Regions from separate parts of the Capra hircus genome. Here region 1 is linked to region 2. A link is a contact called in public Hi-C data. All regions are on one chromosome and are shown on one strand. Each heading gives the region's core, a stretch centred on a gene start, on an enhancer-like site or on the middle of the called end of the contact. The rest is flanking DNA. Distances are from core to core; before and after follow the strand shown.

Evidence for each region. Hi-C and Micro-C count contacts between places; a contact is called where the count stands out from the background.
Region 1: a contact with region 2 is called in a Hi-C map of blood, with 5 times the contacts expected there. The contact joins two enhancer-like sites. A contact is called at or near these places in 2 of 5 Hi-C or Micro-C datasets (both in blood).

The regions. Positions count from the first base shown.
Region 1 is chr2:17,242,899-17,247,487 of ARS1.2, forward strand. No RefSeq gene overlaps it. Among named protein-coding and RNA genes, the nearest start is that of CAB39, 55 kb to the left of the region's middle. Within about 2 kb of position 1,678, at least 1 of the 5 cell types and tissues checked has an H3K27ac peak or open chromatin away from gene starts, as enhancers often do.
Region 2 is chr2:17,109,152-17,113,305 of ARS1.2, forward strand. It overlaps CAB39 (calcium-binding protein 39), which reads right to left. Exons shown (of 9, transcript XM_018058417.1): 5 at 1,769-1,937. Among named protein-coding and RNA genes, the nearest start is that of ITM2C, 51 kb to the left of the region's middle. Within about 2 kb of position 1,665, at least 2 of the 5 cell types and tissues checked have an H3K27ac peak or open chromatin away from gene starts, as enhancers often do.

The sequences.
Region 1 (4,589 bases), core at 428-2,927, 130 kb after region 2:
AAAAGTTAAATATGACAGTTCTTTCTAAATCTGCCTATAGATTCAGGGCAATCCCAGTAACAATCCTAACTGGTTACTTTGTGGTTATTGAGATGACGATTCTGAAATTTGTGTGGAAATTAAAATAATGTAGAATAGCCAAGGAAATGCTGGGCTTCCCAGGTGGCGCTAGTGGTAAAAACCTGCCCGCCAGTGCAGGAGACATAAGAGACGTGGGTTTGATCCCAGGGTTGGGAAGATCCCCTGGAGGCGGAAATGACAACCCATTCCAGTATTCTTGCCTGGAGAATTCCACGGACAGAGGAGCCTGGCGGGCTACAGTCCATAGGGTTGCACAGAGTCGGATACGACTGAATTGACTTAGCACACAAGCAAGGCAATTCTGAATGAAAACAAAGATGGAGACACGTTACCTGATTTCAAGACTTACTATGAAGCTACAACAATTAAGACCGTCTGGTGGTGGTGCAAGAATAGGCAAATAGATTGACAGAATAGAAAAGAGAATTAAGAAACTGTCCTGGACTCCCCTGGTGGTCTAGTGGCTAAGACTTCGTGCGGTCTTCCCAAGGCAGGGGTCTGGTGTTTGATCCCTGGTCAGGGAACTAAGATCTCTCATGCTGCAACTAAAAACTGGTGCAACCAGATAAATACATAATCCAAATATATATTTTGAAAAATTGGACTTAAAAAATACTGTCCTTACATATATGGTTCTTGATTTATGGCAAAAGCTCCATGGTAAGTCAGTAAAGAAAGACTTTTGTCAATAAATGATGTGGATCAATGGCATGGGGAAAAAATAATCCTGACCCTTACCTCTCACAATATATTAATTAGTTTAAGATGGATCACAGTCCTAAATGCCAAAGCTGAAAACAAGTGTGATGGCATTGCTTGACCTTGGTGGTGGTGTATGATGGTATAATTTGTTATATGTTTGTCCACTTCATGACAATTCATCCACCCAGATATGTGTTTTATGCTCTTCTAATCATTGAATTATAGTCCACAATAAAGTTTATTTGGAAAGCAAGGTAGAAGTAAAAGAACTCGAAAATGATTACATTTTACTGTGAGTAAATTACACTTTAACAGGAAAATAAAAAGGCAGAGTAAGTCAGGGCTGATCAGAGCTGGTGTCCCTGACACTGGTCAGTCACCAAGTCCAACCTGATGAACGGAGCATCATGTGAGCCCCACCCCATGTACAGTCCATCCCATTCCGAGGACAGCGGGAGAGGAAGTGGAGGGTTCGGTAGGCAGGAAGAAGTCATGAGTGGTGTGATGAGTATCTGACTCTATTCAGATTCAGTTTCAAGATCTGATGAGCATGCAGAAGGGAGTGGAAAAACCCCAAGGCCTCCCGTCCCCGGGTGTTAGACAGGAAGCCCAGCGATGAGGACATCCAGAACACCAGTGTGACTGATGTGTTGACTGGATAAGCTGCAAGGCGCCATTTGTCCCCTCATGAAAACTCAAACCTGCTCTTTGAGATCATCTTGTCTTTTTTCTGGTCTCTTGGTTTGCCTCTCCCCAGAAACAGACTCTGAGTGCAAGCTGTTCATATGGAGACCATCCCAGAACACACAGGTAGGAGGAGTGAGGAGGTGAGACAGGAAAGGGAGTGAGCCAGTGAAGAGTGACTTTTCTGGCCAGGGATCGAGAGCCACGCCAGCTGTGGGGCTTGGTACTTAAGCAGCAGCCTCCTGCTCCTCCCTGGTTGCGGACTGCTTCCAGATCCGCGAGGTCTGTGGCACGCCCGGTTTGCCTTGCTCAAGGCTTGGATAAAAGCCCTCAGCCAGAGTTGCAGGTATTGGCAACACGGTCTTCCTGCACAGGGTGAAATCCGAGGGGTATGGTCGTGAGTGTTCACTAGAATGGGTTAAGATCTAGGGAAGGGCCACAGGTTTTCCAGGCCTTTTTAGTCACAAGAGAAGACTCACTCCTCTCAACGGTCAAAAATAGTCTCATCATGGTTGATACTTTATTGTCCTTAAATCCTTCCCGTGCCACTAGCTGAGGCCTTCCGTGGTCTGGACACCAGCAGGAAGACGACCTGACTGTCTTTCTGTCTCCATGTTTTTCCACTTCTACTACCTGCTCTGGTTGGTCTCTGCAGGGCTGCATCAGAGGAGACAAAAGTGGTAGGAAAGGCGTGACCTGACTGGCTCCCTTGTAATCTGGCTCTGGCCGTCTCTGCGTGGTAGAGATGTCAGTTGCTATGACTAGTTTTCTCAGGGAGCAATTTTTTGAGGGGGTTGCTTTTCAGGGATTCTAACCTTGCCAGGTGTCTTGCACCTGCAGTTCCCTTGAAGTGGGCAATGGCTCCCTCTGCTGGCCAACTGATTATCAGTAGGTGCCCCCCGCTGCCACCCCCTGACCTCTGCTTTCTGTTTCAATCTCCTGATGTACGTCGCTGTGGTTCTCTGGGCAGACTCTCTCTCAAGAAGACCTGGTCCAGCTCCCTTCCTCAAGTCTAGCTCTGGCCTCTGGGAGATGCACACCCATTTTTGTCCCGTCAGGCTCTCCAAGTTATAGCCATTCCCATTCCCACTCAGGTTATGCCTCTTCTTGCAAGCTGCCAGCTTCCTACGACTCACAGCGGGAGTTCAGCGACAACCTCCAATCTTTAGATTCTGTGGATGTTGATGCAAGCCCTTTTCATATCTAGCTTTCCAAAGGTCTGTCTTAAAGCCCCCGTCGGTGGCTTGAAGTGGTTCCTAGTGCCTTGCGATGCCAGCTTGTCAGCTAGAAGCTTTGGGTTGAGAGGAATGCAAAATCCAAGTCACAGTGGCTTAAATGATGACGCTTCTAAATTGCAAGATAAGAGTGTTTCAGGGCAGACTGATCTTGTAGTTTAAAGATCTTTCCAAAGACCCAGGGGCTTTGCGTTTCTCTGCTTTGCTGCTAACCCTCTCAGCTGTGTCTGTAGATGGCTGTTGGAGATGCAATTTAGGTTTCCTGTCTTCTGCTTCACATCGAGCAGTTTCCCTCCTTCTCCAGAGATCTCTCTGTCCCACCATTCTAAGGAGGATCCTGGGAGTCATTCTGATTGGCCCAGTTTAAGATACCTGTTCATGGACCAGGGACTTGCGGGTGAGGGGAGGGAAGATGCTGATTGGCTAAGCCTCTCAGAGTCTGACTTGATACGACCGACCGGAGGCATATCAGTTCCTCTGCAGTACATGGTTGGTGTGAAAAAGGGGTGAATACACAAGTGAAAACTAGGTATTAGAAAGAGGGTAATGGGTGCTAAGTAGTCAACTGTATTCGTTTCCTAGGGCTGCTGTTACAAAGCACTCTAAACTGGATGGCTTAAGACAACAGAAATTCACTGTCTCACAGTTTTAGGAGTCTGAATCAAGAGGTTGGCAGGGGGAACTGCCTGGGGGTCCAGTGGTTAAGACTGCACGTTCTCACCGCTGAGGGCGTGGGTTCAGTCCTTGATCGGGGAGCTAAGATCGCACAAGCTGCGTGGTGTGACCAAAAATGTGGTGGCCGGGCCTTGCTGTCTCTGACGACTGTAGGAGAGGACCCTTCTGGCTCTGGTGTCTGCCGGCAGCCCGTGACAGCCCTTGGCTTGGAGGTAGGCCACTGTAGTCACATTGCCGCCCTCTGCCTGTGCCTCTTCACGTTGTTTTCTGAGTGTTTTTGTGCTCACAAGATGCTCTCTTCTCTTACAAAGACACCAGTAAGACTGGGTTAAAACCCCGCTCTACTAGTGTATGACCTCACTTTAACTTGCAATGACTCTATTTCCAAGTAGAGTCACCGTCTGAGATATTGAGGGTTAAGGCTTCAACATACCTTTTTTGGGGACACCATTCAACTCATAATAACAACAGACATTCTATGTAAAACTATTCTCACAGCTTATTTTCACACAGAAGTATTTAATCTGATGATATAATTTACTCATCACACTTGAATCAAAATGACATTTGTTTATTTCTCATAAGCAATTTCACTTAAAAGAAGAACTATTAACCCTCTCAGAAGTTATTCAAAAGTTCATGCTATCTGTTCTGAAGATAAACTCCAAAGAGGAGTATCAAAAATATTTTTACATTGACAATATCATTAGCGTATAGGCAGAGCCTTCAAAGAATGGTATTGTGGCCACTCACTCATTTGGATAAGTACCTTCTGGTGAATTTGGGGGTCAGTCACTGTCTTTATTTCTCTCTGAAAGGAACCTGGAAAAAGGTCAGAAGAAAATCTCTGTGGAGTGATCTCATCAGCTGCTCACTAAGAGCTTCTTGGGCTTGCCTGGTGGTTCAGACAGTAAAGAATCTGCCTGCAATACAGGAGACCTGGGTTCAATCCCTAGGTAGGGAAGATCCCCTGGAGAAGGGAACAACTCACTCCAGTATTCCTGTCTGCAGAACTCCATGGACAGAGGAGCCAGAGGGGCTACAGGACATGACTGAGTCACTAACACACTCCTAAGAGCTTCTTGACTTATATCTGCCTCCCTGTGGTTACCCTGCATGTCTTGTAGGTATCCATCTCTTCCTCTCTCATATTATCCATTTGTCTATCATCTATGTTTCTGTCTAATCTATACATATTTAACCATTTAATTA
Region 2 (4,154 bases), core at 415-2,914:
ACTCTCCCAGCCTGCTGCTGCTCCTCTCCTCTGCCCTCGCCCTCCTCCTCCCAGGGTCCTGCGCTCAGGCTTCCGGCTTGCTTCCCACACAGGAGCATCCCTTCCTGACACCTGGTGCTGCTACACCTCCCTCATAACAGGTCTGCTGCTTCTGAATGGGGTGTCCCCTGCCACCGGTACATCCCAATCAGGAGTCCCAACCCACCAAGTGCAGTGATACCTACGATGTCATGTTTATCACTCCACGCTATAAGCTCAAACTCATTTCACTTTGCTTTGTACATGTGTGTGCTCAGTTGCTCAATTGTGTCCGACTTTTTGCAACCCCGTGGACTGTAGCCCGCCAGGCTCCTCTGTCCATGGGATTTTACAGGCACAAATACTGGAGTGCCCTTTCTTTCTCCAGGGGATCTTCCCGACCCAGGGATCGAACAGGCGTCTCCTGCATTGGCAGGTGGATTGTTTACCAGTAAACCAACTGGGAAGCCCTTACTTTGTACATTAACATATAAATTACTGAGGTCATACCTAAAGGTTTCTGACATCCTGAATATACTCTAGGTACCTTTCACATTATTACCTTACTCTCATTCAGTGTGAAGCCCCAGGCTTCCAGGCTTTTGCCCTATTTTAAGGGTGTTCCTTCTACTGGAGGAACACATTTTATTCAAAGACCAAGGCATGTGCTCATAGTCTAGATGGGTCTTTACACATGAAACTGAATGTTTACAATAATAGTGGCTGTTTCTCACGGTGACAGTGTTGATGGTTTGCAAGCACAGTAGTCTATGTTGGATTATTAAATTCTGAAAATATTGAAATTGCAGTTCTAAACACTCAGGAGGTCAGACATTTTATATAAGGGAATGTTAACATATAACACAGAGGATGAGATAGTGACATCACTGACTCAGTGGACATAGTCTGCGCCAACTCGGGACATAGAGAAGGGTGGGAAGCCTGGTGTGCTGCAGTTCATCGGGTGACAAAGAGTTGGACGCGACTTAGTGACTGAACAACAGCAGCAGCATATAAAGGCTTGCTCTCACTGTGAAAAGCACTAATAAGCATCACTGCTTTATTCACATACCTTAAACAGCCCAGAACCTTGCAATTCAAAACAAAATGTGCATGCTGTACACTGATGCCATATCACGTGTCTTTAATTTATACAAACACACAACAGAGGGGTAAGGTGGGGGGGGGGAGGCACACTGCTGGCGATTCTGCACCCCTGCACTCTGTGTTTAATAAACAGCTCTGTTCCGAGCATCAGACGGGTGAGAGCAGCTCGCTGTGCCCTTGGGCCTGTTCACAACAGGGTCATCTGTCCTGAAGGTGGATCTACTATTTGAAGATATGTGTAATCCAAACTGCTACAGCCCTGGATGGAAGCCAACTACTCTGTCCGATGCTTAACCAAAGAAACTGCTGCACTATGTTCCAACACAGGAGACAAATCTGATTTTCACATACACTGTATATCTATATACTGTATTTGATGGGGAATTTAACATAAAGTGTACCTTTGACCATACAGGACTTATGCCTTTTAGACAGACTTGAGAGTCTTAACTTTTCCAACCTATCAGAGCTGTGACTCTACTGCACATACCTGAGTCACAAACACACATATAAAATACGTCTGCTGTCTTCCCACTAGAGGGCAGCCGTGTGTAGCTCTGGAGGGTACAGAACGTTTAGGAAAGAACAGCACACCTGTTAATCTCACTTGTATATCTATTTAGAATTCTACAGTTTTTGTTACCTTGAATGTGGCAAATGCATCTGAAGCTATGTCAAACGTTGACATTTCAACATATCTGAAGAAATCATAAAACTGTTCCGACCACAAAATGATTTTTGCAAGTGGTTCATGTCTGATGCATTCTCTTAACATTATTCCACAATTTAGGGCTATTTCTGGAGATTCATACCTGCAAAAAGAAAAGACAAATATGACTGCTTTCCCCCCATCACTGTTCTTTTCAAACTCCCAACAGTTCCAGTTTCTAGAACAGGAAGTTTCAGACATGTTCTAACTAAGTGACAGAGAAGGTTACAAGGTGCATCTCTCTCAGCGGAGAGTATGTGCTCAGAGGGGTGAGTCTGGAGGGCACACATGCGTCAGTGGGTGGTGACCGCTTCAACGCCAAGAAAAGCGACAGCCTTGACAGTGAGTATGTGGGTAAAAGCTCATTCCTTCAGTTAAAAGACTTGAAGGGAGGTATTCAGGGTCACACCGCCAGAGAGGGTTTAGTTCACCTGAGGTGCTCTCAACATTTCAGAAAAACCAAACACTGAATCAAAAAACAATAGAAACGTAAGTTTCCTAAAGTCACAGTATCTAAATGGGTCTATCAAATTATACAGCATTTACACTTCATTGTTTCAATTTAATACTCAAAATAGTACTTCCAAGACTGCTGGCAACACATAAAGGCCAGAGCTTCTAAGACTGCTGGCAACACATAAACGCTAGAGCCGAAAGCCTGGTCTTGAGGATGTCACCAAGCGCCTTGTCATGGGGCCTGAGGGCTCTCAAGTGGACACGGGCTCCATGTACCCCTCCTCAGCTCTCCACACAGACTTCCTCTACTCCATCTCAAGGTCGTTCGCTTCTTTCTTCCCCCTGATCAGAAAGAGAATCTCGTTCTCCTCTCAACACAGCAGCCTTCTCCATTCTGATGTGCACCAAACCTCTCGGACTGGACTCTGTCTGCCATCTGCTCACACACGTCACCCCGTCACTCCACTTCCTCTCACACTTGCACACTCAGGCTGAATCTCCTTCCCCACTCACAGCCACCTTCAGTTTCCTGCCACTGAATCCAAAGACCTCGTGGCTAAAACAAATGATCTTCTAATACAAATTCTGCTTTTAATTTCTGGACAATGTAGACCTCTGCATCTCTTTCTTTAAAAAATGAAAGCAAGACCCCCAGTTCTCCTTTCTACCTCCTCTGTTCTTATTTCTTGCCTGGCTGAAGTCTTTCTTCCATTGCTCTGACCCCTAAGATCTCACAGTTCCCACCATGGCTCCCAAACTGCCCCAGCCCAGATCCACCCTGAACTGTAGTGAAGTTATTTTCTGTTGCTTTTGGACAGTTCCATAAACTTGATGTGTCTAATATAGCATCACTATTTTGCTTCAGATATCCGGGTCTAAAACAGGTCTTACAGAACTTTCTTTGATAATGGAAATGTTCTCTATCTTTGCCGGCTACTGAGCACTTGACAACTGGCTACTATGACTGAGGGACTGAATTTTAAATGTCATTTAAATTTAAAATAAATAATTACATGCTGTTAGTAAGAACGGTGTTGAACCGCACAGATCTGAACACTGCCCTCTTTGTCCACTCCCAGTCTTCCCATCTGCAGCGTCAGCACTCCTTTCTAATGCTCCTCTGCAATATTTCAGTTTCATTTTCTTGTATCCAGTGCTGCATGAAGTCATCCCTGGTCACCTGAGTGCCCCTAATCAGTATCTTTGTTCAAACTCTGCCTTAACAAATCTATCCGACTAGTCTATCAGTGAAAGTGAAGTGGCCCCATCGTGTCAGGCTCTCAGCGACCTCACGGACTGCAGCCCACCAGACTCCTCCATCCAAGCGCATCAGCAGCCTTTCCCAACTCAGGAGCTTAAAATGATTCTTCCTGCTAATTACACGGACTCACGTCTGGGCTTCCCATCACAGCAACGCCTCTGGTGTGCCACCAGCCCCACTACGCCACAAGACCTTCTGATCCCCCCACCGCTGCCAGTCACTGTGCTCATTCTGCCCCTAACTCTCTTGTTTCTGCCTGTGCAAATCTGAAACCATCTGGAGCCTCAAGCCTACATCCACCTCTGCTGGCAAGCCTTGCCTTCCTGACTGACCCGCATTTCACCCCCGAAACCCTCTGCGAGTGTTCTCTGGTAGGACTGTCCTCCTGCTGTACACGTGTTCATCACACGCCCTCACCACCACCAAAACCACATTCCTCTGTGCCACTGGCGGCATGGCAGCTAGAATGGTGACAGGCTCCGAGGTGACTAAAAAGTCTGCTCACAAAATGGCCGCGCACACAGCTTCCTCCCTGCCACTCTCAAACAGGCAGGAGACTAGAAAGACGAGGGTGAGACAATTTGGTACAACAAGTCGGGCAGG